Regions from separate parts of the Sus scrofa genome. Here region 2 is linked to region 1. A link is a contact called in public Hi-C data. All regions are on one chromosome and are shown on one strand. Each heading gives the region's core, a stretch centred on a gene start, on an enhancer-like site or on the middle of the called end of the contact. The rest is flanking DNA. Distances are from core to core; before and after follow the strand shown. Region 1 holds the start of CACTIN (cactin). Region 2 has its middle 9.6 kb from the start of NFIC.

Evidence for each region. Hi-C and Micro-C count contacts between places; a contact is called where the count stands out from the background.
Region 2: a contact with region 1 is called in a Hi-C map of embryonic fibroblasts, with 3 times the contacts expected there. The contact joins the enhancer-like site here to the promoter of CACTIN in region 1. A contact is called at or near these places in 4 of 47 Hi-C or Micro-C datasets (embryonic fibroblasts, epiblast stem cells, omental adipose tissue and 1 more).

Annotation. Positions count from the first base shown.
Region 1 is chr2:75,046,684-75,053,318 of Sscrofa11.1, reverse strand. It overlaps CACTIN (cactin), which reads right to left and starts at 4,069. Exons shown (of 11, transcript XM_021084098.1): 1 at 3,832-4,069; 2 at 159-642. The coding sequence starts at 4,004. PIP5K1C (phosphatidylinositol 4-phosphate 5-kinase type-1 gamma) reads right to left here. Exons shown (of 18, transcript XM_021084102.1): 18 at 6,421-6,635.
Region 2 is chr2:75,268,791-75,275,425 of Sscrofa11.1, reverse strand. No RefSeq gene overlaps it. Among named protein-coding and RNA genes, the nearest start is that of NFIC, 9.6 kb to the right of the region's middle. Within about 2 kb of position 3,060, at least 41 of the 83 cell types and tissues checked have an H3K27ac peak or open chromatin away from gene starts, as enhancers often do. A contact at or near this core is called in embryonic fibroblasts, omental adipose tissue and retroperitoneal adipose tissue, where this site is marked.

The DNA of each region.
Region 1 (6,635 bases), core at 2,820-5,319:
GCTCAACAGCAAGGTACAAGCTGGGAACGTGTGCTGGGAACGCCACAGTCTTTTAAAACAGAAGCTGTGAACAGTGTCTGAAGCACAAAGCAGCAGAAAGACAGGCAGGACCTGCCAGGACCAAGCGCCAGGGCCCACGGCGGCTGCACCGGGCTCACCTTGTTCCAGATGAAGGCGCCCAGCAGGTTGTTGTCACCAAAGGGGTTGTCGGTGTTGGTGTAGCCCATGTACTCCTCGCCCCAGCCCATCTTCTCCCGCTTCTTCCTCTCCTTGGCCTCCTTCTTGGCCAGCCGCCGTGCCCGCTTCTCCTCAGGTGTCTCAAAGGCCTTCATCAGCTCCTCCTGCTGCTTCCGCTCCTCACGCAGCCTCAGTCGCTCCTGCAGGCTCTGCCGCTGGCTCAGGGCTTCCGCTGCCTCCCGGGGGCTTGCGGGGTGGTCTGGGGATGCAGAGCTAGACGCCGAGGAGCCCGGGGTCCAGGAGCGTGTTTGCCGGCGCCGGCGGGCCCATCGGCCCCGCTGTTGCTGCCGTTCATCGCCAGAGTCGGACTGAGAGGACAGGTCCTGGGAGCGCCAGTGGGGCGGTGGGGGGCTCCGGCTCTGCCTGCCTCGCCGCTGCCGCCACCGCTCTTCATCTGAATCTGACCTGTGGAGGGAAGCCACAGAGCTCTGCTCATGGCCTGCTGGCCAGGCATCCATTCCACAGCTGTTTAGCGGGCTCCGAATGGGTACCAGGAGCTGTTCTAGGTTCTGGGGACAGAGCGATGACCAAAACATTGACAATCCCTGCTTTGCAGTGTCAACAAGTAAACACACAGTGTGACACTAGATGGTACAATGAATCACAAAGATAGTGATGTGGCATTAGGGCATGGGGAGGTCAGGGGGGATCTCTCCGAGGAGGTAACATTGGAGAAATAGGGAAGGGAGTTTTGGGGAGATGGTGACCTAGACAGAGGGCACAGCAAGAGCAAAGGCCCTGGGGCAGGAATTTACTTGGCATATTCAAGCAGTAGCAGGTAGGTCTGTGTGGCTGGAGCGGAGTGAATAAGGGGGAGTGCAGGAGGGAGGGAGGGAAGGCTGGGGCCAGATGGTGCATGAGCTGTAAGCGCTGTCCAAGGTGTCAAGGGAGGGCTTACAGGAGTGGTGTTTAACTGGTCCTACAGGATGGGAGGAGTGAACTGGAGAAACAATGGCAGGAAAACAGAGCCATGGAAGGGCACTACAGGCAGGGAAGGCAATCTATGAACACTGGGGGTAGATCCTTTAATGTTGGGGGCCTCTGAGAAACTAAATATGTCTTAATTTTATTAAATGCTCCACTTATTAAGCTCAAGTCAAAAAATCTACACCATGAGGAGTGAGCTTGTGGCACGCCAGGTTAAGGATCCAGTGTTGCTGCAACAGCTTGGGTTGCTGTTGTGGCATGGTTTCGATTCCTGGCTTGGGAACTTCTGCAGGCTGCAGGTATGGCCCAAAACAAACAAACAAACAAACAAACAAACACTTACACCATGAAAACCAATTATTTTGAAGTCCTTAAATACAAACTACAAATTTGGTCAAATCTTCATAAATGACACAGACTCTTAATTCCTTATCTAGGGCGGCTAAGTCTTGTGAATAACTAAAATCTTCAGAAAACACAGAGTTCCTGTTGTGGCTCAGTGGTAACGAACCCTATTAGTATCCATGAGGATGAGGGTTCCATCCCTGGCCCCATTCGGTGGGTTAAGGATCCAGTGTTGCTGTGAGCTACGGTGTAGGTCACAGATGCAGCTCAGATCTAGTGTGGCTGTGGCTATGGCTGTGGCTGTGGTGTAGGCCGGCAGCTGCAGCTCCAATTTGACCCCTAGCCTGGGAATTTCCATATGCCCAGGTGAGGCCCTAAACAAACAAAAAGTAGCCACAGACAGTACGTGAACAAATGGGCATAGATTTGTAAATCTGGTCAATAAAATTTTATGTCTGGACACCAAAATTTGAATTTCTTTTCTCTTCTTCTTCTTCTTCTTTTTTTTTTTTTTTTTTTTTTTTTTTTTTTTGCTTTTTAGTGCCACACCCATGGCATATGGAAGTTCCCAGACTAGGGGTCTAACTGGAGCAACAGCTGCTGGCCTATGCCACAGCCATAGCTATGCTGGATCGGAGCCACATCTGGGACCTACACCACAGCTCACAAGGCAATGCTGGATCCTTAACCAACTGAGCAAAGCCAGGGATTGAACCCGCATCCTCATGGATACTAGTTGGATTCGTCACCGCTGAGCGATGACAGGAACTCTTCAAAATTTGAATTTCATCTAATTTTTACGTATCATGAAATATTACTCTTGATTTTTTTCCCCCTCATCATTTAAACATGTAAAAACTATTATTGGTCCACAGACTGTAGTTTGCTAAGCCTAGTTTTTTGTTTTTCTGGGTCTGTGGTGTACAACCTACACCACAGCTGTGGCAATGGCGGATCCTTTAACCCACTGCACAGGGCCAGGGATCAAATCTGCATCTCTGCAGGCACCAGACCCGCTGAAGTTGGATTCTTTTTTTTTTTTTTTTCAGCTTTTGTCTTTTGAGGGCTGCACCTGCAGCATATGAAAGTTCCCAGGCTTGGGGTGGAATTGGAGCTACAGCTGCTGGCCTACACCACAGCTCACGGCAACGCTGATCCCTGACCCACTGAGCAAGGCCAGGGATCAAAACTGCATCCTCATGGATACCAGCTGGATTCGCTTCCGCTGTGCCACAACAGGAATTCCCTGCAGTCGGATTCTCAACCTGCTGCACTGGGACTCCTAAACCCTGGTTTAAACCATCTCTTTACTATTTCTGCTACCTTCTTTCTTCCTAGAATTCCTGGATGGGAATAACCCTATGAGACTCAAAAGGAAAAGCCAGATCTCAAACCTAGAGGGTGATCAGCTATGTCTGACTAGTGCCAGTCTGGTTATGTGTGAAGAACAGGCTGGAGTAATAGGAGACAGTGCATATGGATGGAGAAGCCCCATTTAGGTCTTGGGGACAGAGATGAGGAAACATGGACCGTAGTGGGGCAGGGATTGGCCTGAGTGTCAGAGCCAGTTATGGGCTGAGCCAGCACTGGGACACAGGTCTGAGAGTCAGTCCCTATCATGGTGCTGATTTCTTTGTGTTGAAGCAGACTCAACTCAATCCAGGTGTTTCATCTCCAAAAGAAAAGGACCATGGGCTGAAGGGAAGCTAAGCACCAAGTCTGGGGAATTAACTGACTTCTGCCACCATCATCAACAATTCTCCCCTCTCACAGCCTACCTCCATTAGCAAGGGTTGTCACTTCTCCTTCTGAAATCCCTCTCAAATTGAGCTACTTTTCCCAGTGTACCTCATTACAGCCTACCTCTCCCGAAAGCCATCATCATCTGTTGCCTGGACAGCTGTACTATTTTTTTCCTCCCTGGTGTCACTCTTGCGTACCCACTCAGTCCCTTCTCCACGCGAAAGCAAGCGGGAGTTCTGCAAGGTAATCCAGATCACATCACTCCCTGGTTCAAAATCCTCCACAGCCCTCCAGATAACAGTCAAACCCTTTACCACGGTACGCACGACTGCACGATCTGGTCTCCTACTTTCTCTCCAAACTCATCTACTCCGCTCCGCCCCGCTCACTGCTCTTCTTGCTGTACCTCCAGCTACCAGGTGCCTTGCTTGGAATGCTTTTCACTTTCTTGTCGCTGTCTAGTTAATTCCGACGTGCTCAGACGTCCCCTTCTTCAAGAAGTCTTCCCTAACTCGGAGCCTCCCAACTCCCCGAGGGCTGGAGCCGGACCCACCAGCGCGGCTCACACAGCTACCCTACCTGCGATCCCGGCTCCTCCGCCTCCGCCTGCGCCGCCCCTCGTCGTCCCGGCGCCGTCGGCTTCTCCGCCCATGGCTCCCACTCCGACTTCGGCTCCGACTTCCGCTCCTACTCCGCTGTCTCCGGTTCCTGCGACCAGCGGACCGCGAACGCGAGCGTGTGTCCCGACCCATCGGCTGGGACGGTACCGGCGGCGCTGACACAAATATCCGGGGCCTGCGCCGGGGGCCTTCCTCCCTCGCGGCGCGTGCCTCGCTGCCCCGTCCGCGCCTGAACAGGAAGATAGGAACCCATCCCGCAGCCCCATACCGCGGGGACTCTGGAGCCCCGTAACCTCCAAACTGTCCTTAAGTGGGTCCTCTGTGACGGACTTCTGCCGGACTGTCGCCGCCAGGGATGGGGGACTCGCTCTTAAGGCAGTACTAAGGGCAGGCTCAGGTGGGTCCTCGCGCCTCAGGGAACCTGCATCTGTGGGCTGAGCAAGAGCGAATCAGGAACTGCGAGTGGGGCGGAGCCTGATGAGGCGGGACCAAGAAGAAGCCCGTCCAGAGAGGAAGTGGGGCCAGCGTGGGTGAAGCCTAGGAGGCGGGGTCAATAGAAGGCGTGGCCAAGGGAGGCGTGTCCGGGGAGTTTCTCGTCCAGATAGCTCAAGGAGCTGGGATGGGGACCGAAAAGCACTAGAGGCTGGATTGACCCTCTGTGAGAGTCATCATCATGCTCTACCACCCGCCAATGAATACTTACTGTGTTTCAGGGGTTAAGCTTTTTTTTTTTTTCTTTTTGGCTTTTTAGGTCCACACCCGCGGCATATGGAAGTTCCCAGGCTAGGGGTCCAATCAGAGCTACAGGGGCCGGCCTACACCACAGCCATAGCAACGAAGGATCCAAGCCGCGTCTGCAGCCTACACCACAGCTCAGGGCAATGCTGGATCCTTAACACACTAATAGAGGCCAGGGATCGAACCTGCATCCTCATGGATCCTTGTCAGGTTCGTTAACTGCTGAGCCACGAAAGGAACTCTTGCTTTTTTTTTTTTTAAGTTTTATTGAAATATATTTGAGGGAGTTCCCATTATGGATCACTGGTAAAGAACCCGACTAGTATCCATGAGGACGAAAGTTTGTCAATCCCTGGCCCCGCTAAGGACCCAGCATTGCTGTGAGCTGTGGTATAGATCAAAGAGGTAGCTCTGCTCTGGCATTTTTGTGGCTATGGTGTAGGCTGGCGCCTGCAGCTCCAATTCAATCTCTAGCCTGGGAACTTCCACATGCCACGGGTGTGACCCTAAAAAGACAAAAGAAAGAAATATAGTTGATCTACAAGGTTGTGGAGTCAAAGCTTAAAAAAAAAACCTAAATTCCCCATCAACCCATTTTGTAGATGGGGAAAGTGAGGACCAGAGAAGGAATGTCATTTTTTGTCTTTTTGCCTTTTCTAGGGCCGCTCCGGTGGCATATGGAGATTCCCAGGCTATGGGTCTAATCAGAGCCATAGCCACCGGCCTATGCCAGAGCCACGGCAATGCGGGATCTGAGCCACGTCTGTGAACTACACCACAGCTCGCGGCAACACCAGATCCTCAACCCACTGAGCAAGGCCAGGGATCGAACCCACAACCTCGTGGTTCCTAGTCAGATTCGTTAACCACTGCACCACGATGGGAACTCCAGGAATGTTATTCTAATACCTCTGTGCCCAATGAGACAGCATAGAGCTGGGATTTGAACTTGGTGGTTCAGCTTTGCCCTCTTTCAATGTTTATCTTTTTTTTTTTTTTTTAATTTTTTCAGCCACCCCAAGGCATATGGAGTTGCCAGGCTGGGGATCAGATCCAAGCCCCAGTTGTGGCAACTCTGGGTCGTTTATCCCACTGTGCCGGAACAGGGATTGAACCTGTGTCTTGGCGCTGCAAATTCTTTTGCACCACAGCAGGAGCTCCTTTAAACGTTCATCTTGTAACACAACTCCCTAACACAACACTAAATGCTAGCTTTGTATGCTCTGCTTGTTGTTGAGATTCAGGTAGGGGTGAGGGCACAGAGGGAACCCCTGATAACTGCCTGTCATGGAATACGGGTTGTTCTGGTGACAGGATGGTCCCAAACATGATTTTCACAACGCAGACACATCCTTGAGAGTATCTGAATCCTCATCTGTGAACAAAAAGTGAGCACAATCGAGATCACCTACAAGTCTAGTGTATAAACTAGCCATGCTCTCTAGTCTGTGATTAAAACGGGGTCTCCAAGAGCTTGCTTATAAACAGAATATTACTTCCAGCACAGAGTTTCTCAAATAGGGAGTCTGGGAGAAATAGTTTCCTCTTAAAATGGGTCTGTGCATTACTCAACTTGAGTGACTCTGGCAGGACAAATACAAAATCTGAGTGTTTGTTCCTTTGAGTGTTTTTCCGAGCTGAACTATAACCCAAAGGAGGCCACAGCCATTAAGGCAGTAGGGTCTGTTGTTGTTGCTGTTATTTAATTCTCTCAATTCTTACTAAAGTTTCTCTTTGCTGTTCAAAGTCAGTCCTTAAACTCCCACCCAGACCATCGGAATGCACACAGAGTTGTTGTACAGCGAGACAGTTGACGCTTATTACCCGATTTATTAGAGAGATCTCTTCAACGTAAAAAGGTGGGGGAGCGGGACAGGGGCTGGGGGTCTGGGGCTGCATACAAGTGTTATTGGGCCAGCAGTGGCTGCAGGGTCACAGAGGCGCCCACAGCTCTGGGTTTGAGCGGGACGACATCCTGTGCCTGAGGAGACTGTGCTCCAGATTGTCACACACCAGACCACGGGG
Region 2 (6,635 bases), core at 1,811-4,310, 220 kb before region 1:
CTGGTCTGACTAATGAGAATAGATGTCAGGTGTGGACGCTGGAGGCGGACCTCTGGGCGGGTGAAGAGGAGGCTCTGTTCCAGGTAAGCACCAGGGGTGTGGGTGGGGGCTGGACTGCAGGCCCACCTACTGTGTGCTCTTGTGGAGCCCAGGGCAGCTTGGGGAAGCAGACCCAGTGGTCACTGGTCACCAGGCAGAGCACACAGAGAGCCCGGGGGCTCAGTGTGTGACTGTGGGCCAGTGCCTCAGTTTGCACACCTGTGAAATGGGTTAAGGAGAAAAGACCATGTCGATTTAGTGTGTGTGTGTGTGTGTGTGTGTGTGATGGAGTCACAGGCAGAAGAGGCACGGGAGGTACCTGGCACACAGAAGGTGCCTCATAAACCTGTCGCGCTTTCCTTGTTCCCACCTCCCTTAGCTGTTAGGAGAATAAATAAAGCCCACCCTGTAAGTGTCCACGGGGCCCAGTGTCCCCTGGGGGGGCAGAACCGCCCCCTCGAGAATCTCTCAAGCACTTTCGGCAAGGTTCAGCCAGCTCCTTTAGCAGAGAAGAGGATTCAGGCTCAGAGAGGGATCATAGCACTTCAGGGTAGTGCCAGGCCCTGTTGCCGCCCCGGGCATCCGCAGCTGCGGACGACTCTGGGCCCACCTGGGGAGGGGCGGGCAGGCAACACCGCGGGCCATGCCAGGGTTCCAGGAATTGGAAGAAGGATCCCAGGGCATGCCACAGTTGCAAAATCTGAGGGCGGCGGGCCGGCGTGCCTGGGCAGTGCCACCTCCTCGGCCCCGAGGGCACCGCCAGGAAAGAAAAAGCAACTCAGAACTGGGCACAAAGACAAATGGTGGAATCCCAGGCACGGGGACGGCCGAGGAAGAAGAAGGACCCAATCAGAGAAGGCGCCTTGTTTGTGTGGCCTATCAGGACACGGCTGGGTATGTTCTGACCAATGAGAATGCCCTAGCGAGTCAGGCCCCATCTGGAGGCGAAGCCCATTGGACCAATGAATGGGTCCCTTTGGTTCCCTAAATCCAGCACTCTTGGTCCCTCACAGACATCCCTCTGCTGGTCCTTCCTAACTTGGAGGCCTAAGGGTTGGTTTGAAGGAGCTCCCTGTTCGGATATGTGCCCCTGGGCTGTTATCACCTTATCAAAGCCAGAATTATACTTACAAGTTCAGTAAATCATTACCTAAACACTTACTTAGCCGATACCACGTCTGGGCACTGAGCAGGTGAAGATGAACAAGACAGATGTAGAGGAAAAGTCACTTTGCAAGGAGAGGAGTCAGGGCAGCAGGCATAGCCCGTGCAAAGCCCTGGGGCAGGACTGTGCCTGGTGTGTTAGAGAGATAGGGAGGAGGTCCATGGGGCTGGAGCGGAGAGAGTGAAGGGAAGAGAGGGAGGAGGGGAGGGCAGGAAGGGGACAAGGCAGGTGGTGCAGGGCAGTGGGAAGCCCTGGAGGGTTTTAGACAGTGGGAAGATGTCTGTAGACATCTAAAAACTAGGATTTGGGGTGAGGTCCTTCCCTTCTCTGGGCCATCATCTCCTTATTCGTCAAATAAGAGGCTGACAGTACCTACCTGAGGAGCTGGCACGTAGTAGGTACCCAGCCCTCACCTGATCCAGCCCCCATTACCACTAACCTGGACCACCACATTGTCTTCATCCTGCCCCCCCCCCACCCGTGCCCTCAGTAGCCAGAGGGCGCCTGTGAGCCCCAGAGTCAGGTCCCGCCCCTCCTCTGCCCTCAGCTCTCCAGGGCTCCTGCCTCCCTGTGGGTAAAAGCCCAAGTCCTCCCGGTGGTGGGCCCATGAGGCCCTGCACGACCCGTTCCTGCCTCCTCCCTGCCCTCCCCTCCTCCCTCGCTCACGCTGCTCCAGCCATATTGCCCTTCTCACTGTTCCTCCAACACACCAGTCACGTCCTGCCCCAGGGCCTTTGCACAGGGTTGTGCCTTCTGGAACACTCCCCCACCCCAGACTCTCCCCCACATGGCTCCCTCTCCTTCAGGCCTCAGCTTATTAAATTGCACCTCCACGTCTAACCCCCACCACTGCATTTTCAGCTCCATGAGAGTGGGAATATTGACTCTTGTTCCCTGTTGTATCCTCAGTACCCAGAACAGCGCCTGGTGCACATTAGGGGCTGGATAAATGTTGATGGATGAAGTAATGAGAGAAGACTTTAATTATCTTTTTTTTTTTTTTTTTGTCTTTTTGCCATTTCTTGGGCCGTTCCCATGGCATATGGAGGTTCCCAGGCCAGGGGTCGAATCAGAGCTGTAGCTGCCAGCCTACGCCAGAGCCACAGCAACGTGGGATCTGAGCCGTGTCTGCAACCTACACCACAGCTCACGGCAATGCCGGATCATTAACCCACTGAGCAAGGCCAGGGATCGAACCCGCAACCTCATGGTTCCTAGTCGGATTCATTAACCACTGCGCCACGACGGGAACTCCGACTTTAATTATCTTTACCCCTCCCCACACTGCTCCAGCTCAGCCTCTGTCCCCTTTCATGCCCCCTGCCCTGTGCGCTCCCACACACTGTCCTGGAGGAGCCCCTGGGGTTCACTGGGCTGAGAAAGGGAAGAGCAGATGTAGCAAGAAGAACCAGGCAGGGGTCCCCCAGGGCTCCAAGGTCAGGACAGGACCCCCTGTCCTGGCAGCAGGGCAGCCACCTCCAGCAACCACGAGCCACTTCCACATCCAGCAGATCTGCTTTTGGAATTAGAGGAGGGGGGAGATGGGGCAGGGTGTGTTTGTGTTTGTGGGGAGACTTCGTGGCCTGGCGAGGCCTTGCTAGGCGGCTGGCTGGGACTCAGTTCTGGCCTGGTTCCCGCGGGGCGGGGTTGGGGGGAACTGAGGAAATGGGTCCGTGTGGGTGTGTGCAGACGTATGTAGGGGTCTTGATCTCCCAGGGGGCCCAGAAGCCCAGCATGGCCCACCCTGAGCAAGGAGGGGGCACTGAGGCTTGGGCAAGCCCTCTCCTCCTGCATTTTGCCCCAGGGTTCCTGCCTCTTAGCTCCAGAGTCTCTGCCAACCAAGCCCTGGTGCTGAGGTTTTCAATGATGAACAGATGGTCTGGGGCCGAGCGGGGAGTGGGGTGCTGGGCTGAGTCCTGGAGGGGCACTATGGCCCCCTAGAAGAATCGCTGAGGCCAGGAGCTCCTCTGTGTCCAGGGTGCGGGGTGCCATCCTCAGAGGGTCCCCCAGTTTGGCCACGTCGTGCTTGGCAGAGGATGGCCTGGGGGAGGGTGGAGGCCTGGGCCCGCTGCCATGTCAAATTCCTCCCAGCAGAGGCGGTGGGGGGGGAGAGGGTTTTTTGTTTTTTGTTTTTTTTCCAACTGAATCCAAAGGAGAGAGAGCTAGCTATTGGCAGGAGGAAGGGATTGGAGCCAAGCCTAGGCCAGGCTCACTCTGAATCACTCCTGGCCTTGCGCTCGGCAGCTGGAGGGGGGGTGGCGGGAAGGGCTGATGGCGCGTCTCATCCTCCACCAGCATCCCTGAATTTTGCAGAAAGGGGGGGGGGCGGCCTCCTGGAAGACCTGACCTTCAAAGCCCCCACCTGGCTGCTCCTCCTTCTCCCACCAGCTACTCAGTAGGCTTCTCAGCCTCCATACCTTCTCTTAGGCTGTTCCTTCCACCTGGGATGCTCTTCCCATCCCTCTCAGTGCCTCCCCAGGCCCCCTCAAATCTAGTCGTCCATCTCTCTGGACCTACAGGCCTCAGGTTGGAGCCGGAGGCCAAAAAAAAAAAAAAAAAAATCAGTATAGACTTTCTATTGTGACTCAGCTGGTTAAGGACCCGATGTTGTCTCTGTGAGGATGTGGGTTTGATCCCTGGCCTCGCTCAATGGGTGAAAGATCTGGCATTACCATGAGCTGTGGTGTAGGTCACAGATGTGGCTTGGATCCAGTGTTGCTGTGGCTGTGGTGTAGGCCAGCAGCTGCAACTTGGATTTGACACCTAGCCTGGAAACTTCCATATGCCGCAGACATCACCGTAAAAAGAAAAATATATATTTATATGTATGTATGTATGTATTTTAAAAAATCAGTAGGCGTTCCTTGGTGGCCTAGTGCTTAAGGATATGGTGTTGTCTCTGCAGTGGCTCTGGTCACTACTGTGGCATGAGTTCAATCCCTGGCCTGGGAATATCCACATGCCTGAGCACGGCCAAAAAATAGAAAATCAGTAATACCAATTTGGACTTTATTTAAAGATGGCATTTTCTTCCTTGTAGATTTTCTGCAGATTATTGTTATTTTTTGGCTGTACTGTGGCATGCAGAATTTCCCGGGCCAGGGATCAAACCTTTGGCACAACAGGGACCTGAGCCGCTGAAGCTGCAGTGACAATGCTGAATCCCTAACCCCTGCTGCACCACAAGAGAACTCCCTGCAGATACTTTAAAAGACTAGTTATCTTGACAGCTGAGCTTTTGGTGCCTCCCCCCTTAAAGGTTGAATCTCCATAAGTGCTTCACCCACATGTCAGCCCCGGGGACCTAGTTCGTGCCAGCCTGAAACCCAAGCCAGGGGACGGAGACAAGGCAAAGCATACAAAGATCAGACATCTGACCCCCACCAAGGGAGACAGATGCTGTACAGGCGAGAGTCACAGGTGATAGTGGAGGGGCCCCAGCATTGCTCAGCCCCTGGACATGCAGTTTACCCGCTGTGTGATCCTGGGCAAGTCATTTCCTTTTCTGGGTCAGAGTGAGGCCTCTTCCATCAAACAAGCTAATGAGAGTTTCCTGCCTGCCTGGAGGGCTGTTTGTGCATGAAATGGCATAATAGCCGAAAATAGTTGCCTACACAATGTAAGCTGTTATTAGGGCTTCAGGGCCACCTGTGGGCCTCAATTTCCTCATCTATAAAATGGGCATAATGATACCTGCACCTCCCAGGGCTCTTGAGGGTTCAAAAGGGAATAGTGATGCTTGGCAGAGGGATCATCTGAAGGCTGAGAAAGTTCTGTGAAGCTGGGCACAGTGGCTTCTATTGGGAAGCCTGGACCCCCACCCCCACCCCTCCTGGAAAAATACTGAAAAGGCCTACTGGCTGTGTGACCTTGGGCAACCCCCTCAACCTCTCTGTGCCTCAGCCTCCTCACCTGTACCATGGGAATGTATGGGGTGGGAGGAGGTGGGGACTGGATTTTTTCTGTTCAGTCATCCAGCTAAGAATGTTTACATGGTTGAAAGGCCTCAAAAGAATAATGAATAATAATTTTGTGACAAGTGAAAATCACATGAAATTCACAGTTTAGTGTTTATAAATAAAGCTTTATTGGCACCCGGCCATGCCCACTCGTTGACATGCCCACACCAGCTTTCCAGCTGCAAGCGCAGAGCCGAGTGTGTGCCACAGAGACCGTCTGGCCCACAAGGCTGAAAAGAGTCACTCTCTAACTCTTTGCAGAAAAAGCTTGCAAGCCCTGGATTGCTTTGAACTGTGGTGGGCTACGAAATGAGCTTGGTGCAGGCGTGTTTGCCATTGTTATTAAATTGTTGCTATTTCCCCCCTCCCCCGTGAAGATAGAATGGCCAGTATTTTCCCCACACCACTTACAATTCTTGGGAGCTTGCCTTACTCCCCCATCCTGTGCTATCTCCCCCATGATTGCCTAAGGCTGAGTGCTTAGGTTGCTCCCAGTTGCTAAGACAGAGCTGCAGTGGGTCCTGTTCTAGGCACTTTGCAAATATCATCTATTTCATCCTTGCCAGGATGATCATGTGCCCCCCAGGCCCATTTACAGATGGGCAAACAAGCTAAGTAAGTTGAGGTGAATTGCCTAGGATCACACCACTGGGACGTAAACCCAGGCTGGGTGACTCCTGTCAGTGCCTTGGGCGCCTGCTTCGTTCCTTGAGGTAAAGACCCAGAAGCAGAGAAGGACAAGGAGTCAAAGACTCTAGTCATTTACTGGCAAATGTCCCCACCAGACACATCTGGAGATCACTTAGGGCCAACATGGGGTTTGAGGCTTGAGCCCCATCTATGACTTTCCGAGGCCAGGCCCTGGACTCTGAGAGTCACCAGGCGAACTGGTCATCCCTGCCAAGACAGGGAAGTGACAAGCCCTGGGTGGAATTCAGGTCTGGATTTAGGATCCCCACCCCAAACCTGTAGCTGCTTTTCCCCCTGGGGTTCCAGGGGGAAAGGGGGCCAGCAGCACCCTGCAGAATCCAGCCTCTGCTGGATTTATCCTTCACCTTGCCCTCTCCCCCACCCCTGCTGCCATCTGATTGGCATGCTCCCCATCATTCATAGGGTCTGAAATGATGCATCTTGGCCCCTGGATGTTGGGCAACTGAAATCCCTGATCCCTGCTGGAGGGTGTGTCAAATGGTGCAACCACTTCAGAAAACAGTTTGGCAGGTTCTTAAAAAGTTAAACACACACCTTACCACCCTGGGACCCCATCTCTACTCCTGGGTCTTTGCCCAAGAGAAATGAAAGCCCATGGCCATGAAAGACTTGTACATAAATGCCCTTAGCGTATGACCCCTTCCACTCCCAGGCATTTACCAGGAAGAATGAAAACAAATGTTCCGACGAAGGCTTGTGCATGGAGGTCCATAGCAGCTTTATTTGTAATAGTCCAGAACAGGGAACATCAGCTGGTGAAA